3 separate regions of the Mus musculus genome follow, and all the other regions are linked to region 2. Evidence: chromatin contacts called from public promoter capture Hi-C data. All regions are on one chromosome and are shown on one strand. Each heading gives the region's core, a stretch centred on a gene start, on an enhancer-like site or on the middle of the called end of the contact. The rest is flanking DNA. Distances are from core to core; before and after follow the strand shown. Region 1 overlaps Ano2 (anoctamin 2). Region 2 holds the start of Kcna5 (potassium voltage-gated channel, shaker-related subfamily, member 5). Region 3 overlaps Vwf (Von Willebrand factor).

Evidence for each region. Promoter capture Hi-C pulls out the DNA fragments that hold promoters and counts their contacts.
Region 1: a promoter capture Hi-C map of hippocampal neurons shows a contact between it and region 2, with 3 times the contacts expected there. The contact joins the enhancer-like site here to the promoter of Kcna5 in region 2. A contact is called at or near these places in 9 of 39 promoter capture datasets (the 3T3-L1 cell line, embryonic stem cells, hippocampal neurons and 5 more), 1 of 115 datasets of contacts at active chromatin or transcription factors (embryonic stem cells) and 2 of 9 other capture datasets (embryonic stem cells and liver).
Region 3: a promoter capture Hi-C map of stem cell-derived epiblast-like cells shows a contact between it and region 2, with 3 times the contacts expected there. The contact joins the enhancer-like site here to the promoter of Kcna5 in region 2. A contact is called at or near these places in 9 of 39 promoter capture datasets (the 3T3-L1 cell line, the C10 cell line, cranial neural crest and 6 more), 4 of 484 Hi-C or Micro-C datasets (B cells, cerebellar granule neurons, cerebellum and 1 more), 2 of 115 datasets of contacts at active chromatin or transcription factors (astrocytes and embryonic stem cells) and 1 of 9 other capture datasets (embryonic stem cells).

Annotation. Positions count from the first base shown.
Region 1 is chr6:125,849,980-125,852,679 of GRCm38.p6, forward strand. The region is part of intron 10 of Ano2 (anoctamin 2); the gene reads left to right. Among named protein-coding and RNA genes, the nearest start is that of Gm24947, 33 kb to the right of the region's middle. Within about 2 kb of position 1,437, at least 1 of the 459 cell types and tissues checked has an H3K27ac peak or open chromatin away from gene starts, as enhancers often do. A contact at or near this core is called in hippocampal neurons, where this site is marked.
Region 2 is chr6:126,533,970-126,536,896 of GRCm38.p6, forward strand. Kcna5 (potassium voltage-gated channel, shaker-related subfamily, member 5) reads right to left here and starts at 1,586. Exons shown (of 1, transcript NM_145983.2): 1 at 1-1,586. The coding sequence starts at 1,194.
Region 3 is chr6:125,601,587-125,604,361 of GRCm38.p6, forward strand. It overlaps Vwf (Von Willebrand factor), which reads left to right. Exons shown (of 52, transcript NM_011708.4): 14 at 1,738-1,933; 15 at 2,544-2,759. Among named protein-coding and RNA genes, the nearest start is that of Vwf, 50 kb to the left of the region's middle. Within about 2 kb of position 1,330, at least 161 of the 459 cell types and tissues checked have an H3K27ac peak or open chromatin away from gene starts, as enhancers often do. A contact at or near this core is called in cerebral cortex, where this site is marked.

The DNA of each region.
Region 1 (2,700 bases), core at 187-2,686, 680 kb before region 2:
GGTGTGAAGGCAGCTGGAATTTATCTTGTGCACACTAAGGAACAAACCTTGGTGACTTTTCCTACTCCTGATATAATGGTCAATAATCTTGTCTTAGATGAAAATTTACTTAGCTTTGATATCTCCATCTGCCAAATAAGGGTCAAGTTGTGGATCCTCATGCTAAAGAACTTTGAATTTTGAAATCTGTCCCCCAATTTTTTTGTAACTGGTGCTGCTATTGCTGTTGCTGGTGCAATGATGGTGCTAATATATTATTATTATTATATTATTATTATTATTATCTCATAAGATTAGGTTTCTGTTTGTGGCATTGCCTTGTTGATCTGCCTTGTTGGTGGTGATTTTTGACAACTCTTGTAATATCCCTTACCTACGCTCCTTTACTCTATAAAAGAACAGAATTATAGGAGATCTAACTTTCAACTCCATTCATAACATTTTATGTTTGATACTTGAACTGTGTGCTATTGGGGTCCTGACATAAGGATAGTTGAGGACAGTAAAAACCAATAGGGGATGGAAAGTGTGCTCTAAAGAGCAGCAAACAGGGAGATGGTTAGTTAGCACCCCTGCTTCTTCAGGGGCACGAAGAGGGAGGCATATACAATCCAAAGGAAGCTATGCTCAGGTGATTAAAATGACCCCCCAGTTGGAGCTGTTACACTGGCTCCTTTTTAGCTAGAGAGCTGGAAATGATTAAGGCCTCACTGTCTAATTCCTTGGCCAAGCTAAAGGTCAAAGAGCCCAGAGAGCCACTTGGTGCAGCCTGTGGATGTGAGGCTCTGTGACACAAAGAATATGGACAAGGGTCCCCTGGATCCCCATGGACTTCATTTCCAAAGTGAGGCTGACTCCTTGGACATTGTGTGAATATTATGAGGATGTGACTTTAAGTAGAAATGTTATGTATTTGGATATTACACGATTAAATTCAGTGACAATCTTATATAAAACTCCCTTCATAAAGACAAATGCATTCCTTTTTAAGCAAATGTGGCACATGATGTTTATGTTCTCACATTAAATTATATAAGAAAGAACCCACGATATTCTAACATATATTTTTAAATACCAGAGTATGTCATCTTTCGTTTGGAGAACGATGTCTATAAAACAAAGATTCAAATTTACTATCATATTTCACCATGAAAGTAGACAAACTGCCCCACTTTTTAAATAATAAAATAGTTCATTTATTTTACTTTGTTTTTAATTTAGTTTTGAGAATTTAATGTCAAATGAATGTAATCATATCTGCCCCCATTTTCCTTCTTAACACACCCAGATACCAATGACACATTTTTATTCCAATGAAATATCCTCCTCTTCTTTAAAAAAAAAAAAATACAAAGCCCAACTAGTACTGAACATACGTGAGTGGGTGTGGTGTCTGCCATCCATTGGCGTATGGCCAATTTATCTGTAGGCACACCCCAATGAAGAATGATTCTCCTTCTCCCAGCAACTATTAACTTCAAATAGCTCCTCAGTTATGAGCACGGCCTTATGGCTCCCTCCCCCCCACATCCATGCAGGAATTTTAGATGACTTGATCTTGTGCAGGTCTTGTGTAGGTAACCACGGTTCCAATGAGTTCATCAGTGCAGTGGACATGGTACATCCAGAAGACAGTAGTTTATAGACGTCCTCCCCATCCTCAGACTCTTTCTTTCTGCATCTTCTTCAGTGATAGTCCATGAACTTTGGTGGAGGTGAAGAGCTGATAACAATGTCCTATTAGGGATGTGCACTCAAGGGTCATTGATTCTTTAACACTTTTATCAATTATGAATCTTGGCACTGACTGCTTAGCATTGATTGCTACCCACTGCACAAAGAAAGGTCTCTAACCAAGGTTGAGAATAGCCTAGGTCTGTGAGTATAAATGTAACTAGTAGGCTGCTTGAAAAGATCATTTAGCAAAATAACGACAGTAGGTTACCTGCTAGAATTATGTAACAAACACTGTTGTTGAAGACACCAAACATGATGGCTTCAGAACACAGAGAAATCAAGCTCTAGCCCACAGGGAGCTGTCCTCTCTGCTGACTGGCTGGCTTTCGTTCTGCCAGAAAGTGCCACTCAAGCTTCCTGGAAAGGAGATGGATCAGTGATCTTACGCAGTGCTGGAGCCCGAATGCTGTACTGATAGGCACTGATACAAGAGTGCCATGACTACTATGAGAGAACCAACTACTTTATGATCGCTTTTGGGGTCTGTTCCATGGGAGGAAATCCATGCCTACTACTGTAAATCTGATCAAAAGTACAGCCTTTAAAAACAGAAATTTGTTATGTTTGCCTTTTGAGTTAAACACCTGGCTGATTTACCTAAGTAGATTTCACTCTCCAGATGATGAGCAAAAGAGAAAGGTTTAGATTACCATTGCAAAGACTTCTTAGTATGGTCTTCCTAGTAGGGTGAATAGAGTCAGTTTAGCTCCCAATAACCGATCGATCAGCCAACTGTGTCCAACGATCATATTATCTTCCTTCATTTTAAGCACTGTGTTTCGGAACAAAGGTGCCTTTCCATGTAGTATGATTTTTTTTTGAGTTACATTCAAGTATTTACTTTCTATTATAATAACCAAATCCTAAGATAATGAGAAAATAAGGAGACAGAGGCCCTACAATCTCATTTGAGAGTACACTACCCCCAGTGTCCCAAAGACCACCCTCTAGGCCTCAACTCCT
Region 2 (2,927 bases), core at 336-2,835:
TCGGAACACCCGGACCAGGCGGATCACCCTGAGGATGGCTAGGGACATGGCCTGCTGCCCATTCTGACCACCACCCCCTGGTTGTTGCTCTGCCAGCTCGGTGCCCAGGGTGATAAAGTAGGGGAAGATGGCCACAATATCAATGATGTTCATAATATTCCGAGAGAATTCTGCCTTGCTGGGGCAAGCAAAGAAACGCACAAGCAGCTCAAAAGTGAACCAGATCACACATGTGGTCTCCACGATGAAGAATGGGTCAGCCAGTGTCCTAGGCAGGAGCGGAGCCACTGTGGGGCCAGAGGAAAGGACACCAGAGCCACTGCCATTTGCCCCTGGGGCAGGGGCTGGGGGCTGCGGCGGCACTGGGGGGTGGCGTAACAGCTCCCGTTCATCCCTGAACTCAGGCAGAGTCTCCAAGCAGAAGGTGATGATAGAGATGAGAATGACCAAGACCGACACGATGGCAATGGCTCTTGCTGACCCAGAGCTTTCTGGGTATTCGAAGATAAGCCACACCTGGCGCTGGAACTCATTGCGGGGCAGGGGCTTCTCCTCTTCCTTGATGAAGCCTTCATCCTCCCGGAAGCGCTCCATGGCCTCGTCCCCCAGCTGGTAAAAGCGGATCTCATCTGCAAACACATCCAGGGAGACATTGACCGGCCTGCGCAGGCGGCCCCCAGACTGGTAGTAGTACAAAATGCCATCGAAGCTAGGCCGGTTGCGGTCGAAGAAGTACTCATTTCTCAAGGGATCGAAGTAGCGCAGGCGTTTGACTGGGTCCCCCAGGAGGGTGTTGGGAAACTGCGCCAGGGTGCCCAGCTGCGTCTCAAAGCGCAAACCCGAGATGTTTATGAGGACCCGCTGGTGATGGAGTGATCCTGAGTCCTGAGGAGCCTGGTCCTCCTCCACTGTGCCCAGGCCAGGGTCGCCTTCTCCCTCCTCATCCTCAGCAGATGGCCTTCTAGGCTGTGGCAGCTCCTGAGGCATAGGGGGCAAAGGCCTCCCACCCTGGCCCGCATCCTCGTGTGTGGCGCGCCTCCTCGGTGATGTTTCTTTGGACTGATTATTGAGTCCAGCCGTCGGAGGGCACCCACACTCTCCCCTGGGGCTCTGCACACAGCTTGCCCCTGCCTCCCCTCCTCCTCTGAGGGTCATGGCACTGCCGTTCTCCATGGGCACCAGGGAGATCTCCATGGCCCGGGGGCAAGGGGCATGCTGCGCCCCCAGACAACCGGTTCCCACACCCCAACTCACGCTCCGCGCCTCGCGGTTTCCTCTTCAGCCGAGGGCCCCCGCTGGCTCTAGGCTGGCTGGGGTAGCTGGCTGGATCCCCTTGGCTGGTCCTGACGTCAAGAAGCTGCTGCCCCTGCTCCCTGCCTCTCTCTCTCCCTCTCAGTGTTCTGGCAGCTGGTTACCAGGCAGCAGAAAAACCTCCTTCCAGCAGATGCAACCTCCAGCAGCCCCTCTCTGGCTGAGCTCCCCGGCCTCCGCCCTCTGTGGCTCCCTCCTCTCCTCCTCCCCCTCCTGTTTCTCCTCTGGGGACGGAGTCAGAGAGTGTCTCTCTGGAGGGTTCAGCTGGGGCCCCAGCAGCAAGGACAGGAAGGGGAGGAGGAAAAGAGCCTGAGGAGCGAGGAACAGGTTGTACCAGGAGCGCTGAAAACTCCCAGGGCAACAGGATGAGAATAGCTTCAGGATCTCAGATCACCTGGGAATGCACAGAAAGCGGAAAGGGGACTCCAGGGGGTGGGAACTGCTTTAGATGCAAGGGGAAGGCTTGTAGCTGAGTTCCAGTGAGTGGAGAAGAGAGTGCTCTGGGTGTTTTTCTTTTAGAGCAGTGCTTCTCAACCTTGCTAATGCTGCTGCAACCTTTAACACTGTTCCTCATGTTGTGGTGAACCCCACAACGGTAAATTTATTTTTGTTGCTACTTCATAACTGTGATTTTACTATTGTTATCATAACATAAATGGAATTTGTTACTGAAGTGTAATGTAAATATTATTGGAAATAGAGGTTTGCCAAAAGGATTGTGAACCACAGGTTGCAAAACCAATGCTTTATAGATTAACAGCCTCTCTCTTTGGGAAAAATGACACTGCAGGGGAGCAGCGAGCTGTGTGTGTGTGTGTGTGTGTGTGTGTGTGTGTGTGTGTGTGTGTGTACTCTGGAACTCTTCCAGTCTATCTACAGATCCATTGGAAGGTATGAGACTGAGACCTCACAGCACCCCCTTAAGCCTGCTTTTCATCATCCAGACATTGGTGATTTGATCTGCTAGTATGGAGCCAGGAGGAGTCTCAACTGAGAGAGAAGCTGTCTGGTCTCCTGCCTCTGCATTCTTCGCCATCCCTCCAGCCTCCTCACCTAATCCTCTTTTTGTAAAATGCACAGTGAGAAAAGAGAATAAATCCTGGTGGAGAATAATTGTGCACGGGAAAGCTCTAAGCTAGCGACTGCATAGAAACCTGTGTAAAGAGGAGGCAGAGGGACTTATTTATTGCTAGTATGTCCAGATCATTCTGGACTTGTGTGTTTTTGCATCAGCTTACTTTGTAAGTACTAGGACTACCTTCAACATACAAAGAAACTCAGGCACAGATAGATTGACTACATTGTATATGGAGGCCACAGAACTTGACTACATTGTATATGGAGGCCACAGAACTAGAAAGTATCAACGCTGCAATTCAAACCCAAGTTGCTGGGTTTAGGGAGCTCGCTTCTTTCTCCCCTCCCCACATCTGGCCTGAGGCCCTTCTTCCATTGCAGGAGGCAGAAGAATGAGTAAGATAAAGATTGGGTTCTAGGCTGGGATGCCAGGGTCCCTCTCTACACTCTGCCCTTGTCTTTAGTCTCTGAGGCTGTTGTGGTCTCCAAAAGCCAAGGGGAGGATTTTTCAAGGTCTGTCAGCCAATTCTAGATACAGC
Region 3 (2,775 bases), core at 80-2,579, 930 kb before region 2:
GGTGACAGGGGCTGGAGGCCAGCCTGGGCTACATGGTGAGTTTCAGCCGACCTGAGCTCAATAGTATGATCCTGACACAAACAGAAAAGCAAAACCCCAGACAGAAAAAATGTTAACGCGGAGGCATTAAAGCACTTAACTCATTTATAACATAATACTAAACCTTGTTTCCTAACAGACATTTGTAAGTACTTTTCCCTTGAAAAATAAGTTAGACGGGGATCAGGAGACAACAGTAAGTAAGCAGCAAGAAAAATACCATGGCCGCACATGGCTGCAGATCTCCTTAACGATTCATTTAATAGAAGACAGCTGGATTCTCATATCTCTTTCTGCAATCAATCTGCTACAGCATTTCAGATCACAGGGCCTCTGGAAAATTCCACTGTGTGCTTGTAAGGCAATGAGAAGGGACAGACAAGAACGAGATCATGGAATTATGGAAATATTCAGTCTGGAAGGACCTTGAAAGACCCTCATGGCTTTGAGAAACAGCATCCGAGGTCACAGCAGTGTGCTTTAGTTTTAAGCTGGAAAGTCAGGGAAAAGACCTTGATTGCCTTGTGTGTGTGTGTGTGTGTGTGTGTGTGTGTGTGTGTGTGTGTGTGTGACTTGGCATTTGTAAAACAAACAAGGAAGGCCATTTGCCCACCTTTCTTAGTTGCATGTATGTCTGTGGGTCTGGAACCTTCCACATGCACCTTGTTAAGTCACAGCTGGGAGCTAGAAGGGGCTTCCAAGATGACTACGGGGACTCAGGCCTGACCTGTGAGACTTTGGATCATCAGGATGGGGGGTGTGCGGGGACCACCTGGTTTCACTGATTACCCACAGAGCTATCATTGGACTCTTGGGGTCTGGTCCCTACCAGTTCTTCAAATCTGCACCATGGAATTCAGTGGCGCCCCAGCTGTCCTGGGAAAAAGCTGCCTCCACACCACTGCTTGGCCCTGAGTGTGCACTTTGGGGTCAAACTCATCATGGCTCACTGCTGAGGTCTGATCAGCGAGTGAGAGACGGGGCTAGAATCTGAGCCCTGCTTCCTTGAGAGAAGGGGATAGAATCTGAGCCCTGCTTCCTTCCTGGTGTCCTCAGCAGGAGATTAGAAGACAGGTGTTGCTCCTGGACACCAGACACAAGCTCCTGGGGGCTTGGACTACACCGTCCTCAGTCTGCCTTGTCTGTTTGTAACTAATATCTGTCCAACGAACAGTTTGCATGTTCTCTCACTGTTGCTTAGCCCATGTCTGTTGATAGTCACTTTAGTCACAGACATAGGGAGCACGAAGGTCTGGGGGATTCAAGTTGCTTGCTCTTTCCAGCCGTGTCACCCTCGATGGGATCTTAGGCAATCTCTCCCTCCCTCCCCCTCTTCTTCCTCCCTCTCTCCCTCCCCCTTTCTCCCTCTTTCTCTCTTTCCCTATCTCCCTCCTCCTTCTCTTCTCTTTCCCTGTGTCCCTCCTCCTCCCCTCCCCCTCCCCCCCTCCTTCTTCTTCTCTCTCTCCCCCTAATTCCTAGAATCCTTCTGGCTGACTTTTCTTTGAGGAGCGACAGCCAGCTGCACGACACCTAGCTGCATAGCTTGCAGTGGTCCTCCAGTTCGCAGCCCGGGACTTAGTCGTCCTGACATTAATTTTTCACCTGGGGAAATTTTTTGGTGCAAATGATCTCATTAACTAAGTGGAACCATTGTGGCACTGGGGGACAGCTGCTCCAAGGCCCGGCTTCTTCCGGCAGCTGTCCCCAGTCTATTCTGGGAAGACCTGTGGCTTGTGTGGGAATTACAACGGCAACAAGGGAGACGACTTCCTCACGCCGGCCGGCTTGGTGGAGCCCCTGGTGGTAGACTTCGGAAACGCCTGGAAGCTTCAAGGGGACTGTTCGGACCTGCGCAGGCAACACAGCGACCCCTGCAGCCTGAATCCACGCTTGAGTATGTGAGCCGCAGACCCCGGGGTCTCCCGTGGTCCAGGCAGGCATTCCACGGGACACAGAGAGAGGGAAGGCAAAGGCGGAGCCATTGGCCCAGCCTTTATTTTGACCACTGGCCGTTGAGATCCACATTTGGCTCATTTCCTTTTCAAAGTTTGTTTATTGAACACCCTCCATCCATGGGTGAAATCCCAAGAAAGAATAGAATATTGGGTCGTTTCTGGCCCGGAAAAGACCCAGTCTAGAGCAGCGGTGGGTGTGGGAGCTTAAAGTTGACTTGTATGATAGATGCGCTGCAGTGACCCTGTGTGGACACGGTGCTGCGACATCTCTGCTCTTGCTAGCTTCTGCTACTCTAACCACCGTCTCCGGTCAGTGGGTCTTTGGGGAACGCACATTTACCCGTTACTGAGCCAAACGCAGAACTGTACATTGGCACCAGAAGCCAGAGCCAGATAGATTAATTTTGGTAGCAACAGAAAAGGGAACTGGCTTTGTTTGTGGGGAAGAGGGTGGGGTGAGGTATGGATGTTAGAGTCCCTGAGGCTGGCCCCAGAGGAACGGGCAGGGCCACGTCTTGTTCTGCACAGGCTCTCCTTTCTCTTCAACAGCCAGGTTTGCAGAGGAGGCTTGTGCGCTCCTGACGTCCTCCAAGTTCGAGGCCTGCCACCACGCAGTCAGCCCTCTGCCCTATCTGCAGAACTGCCGTTATGATGTTTGCTCCTGCTCCGACAGCCGGGATTGCCTGTGTAACGCAGTAGCTAACTATGCTGCCGAGTGTGCCCGAAAAGGCGTGCACATCGGGTGGCGGGAGCCTGGCTTCTGTGGTGAGAACTCCATAAC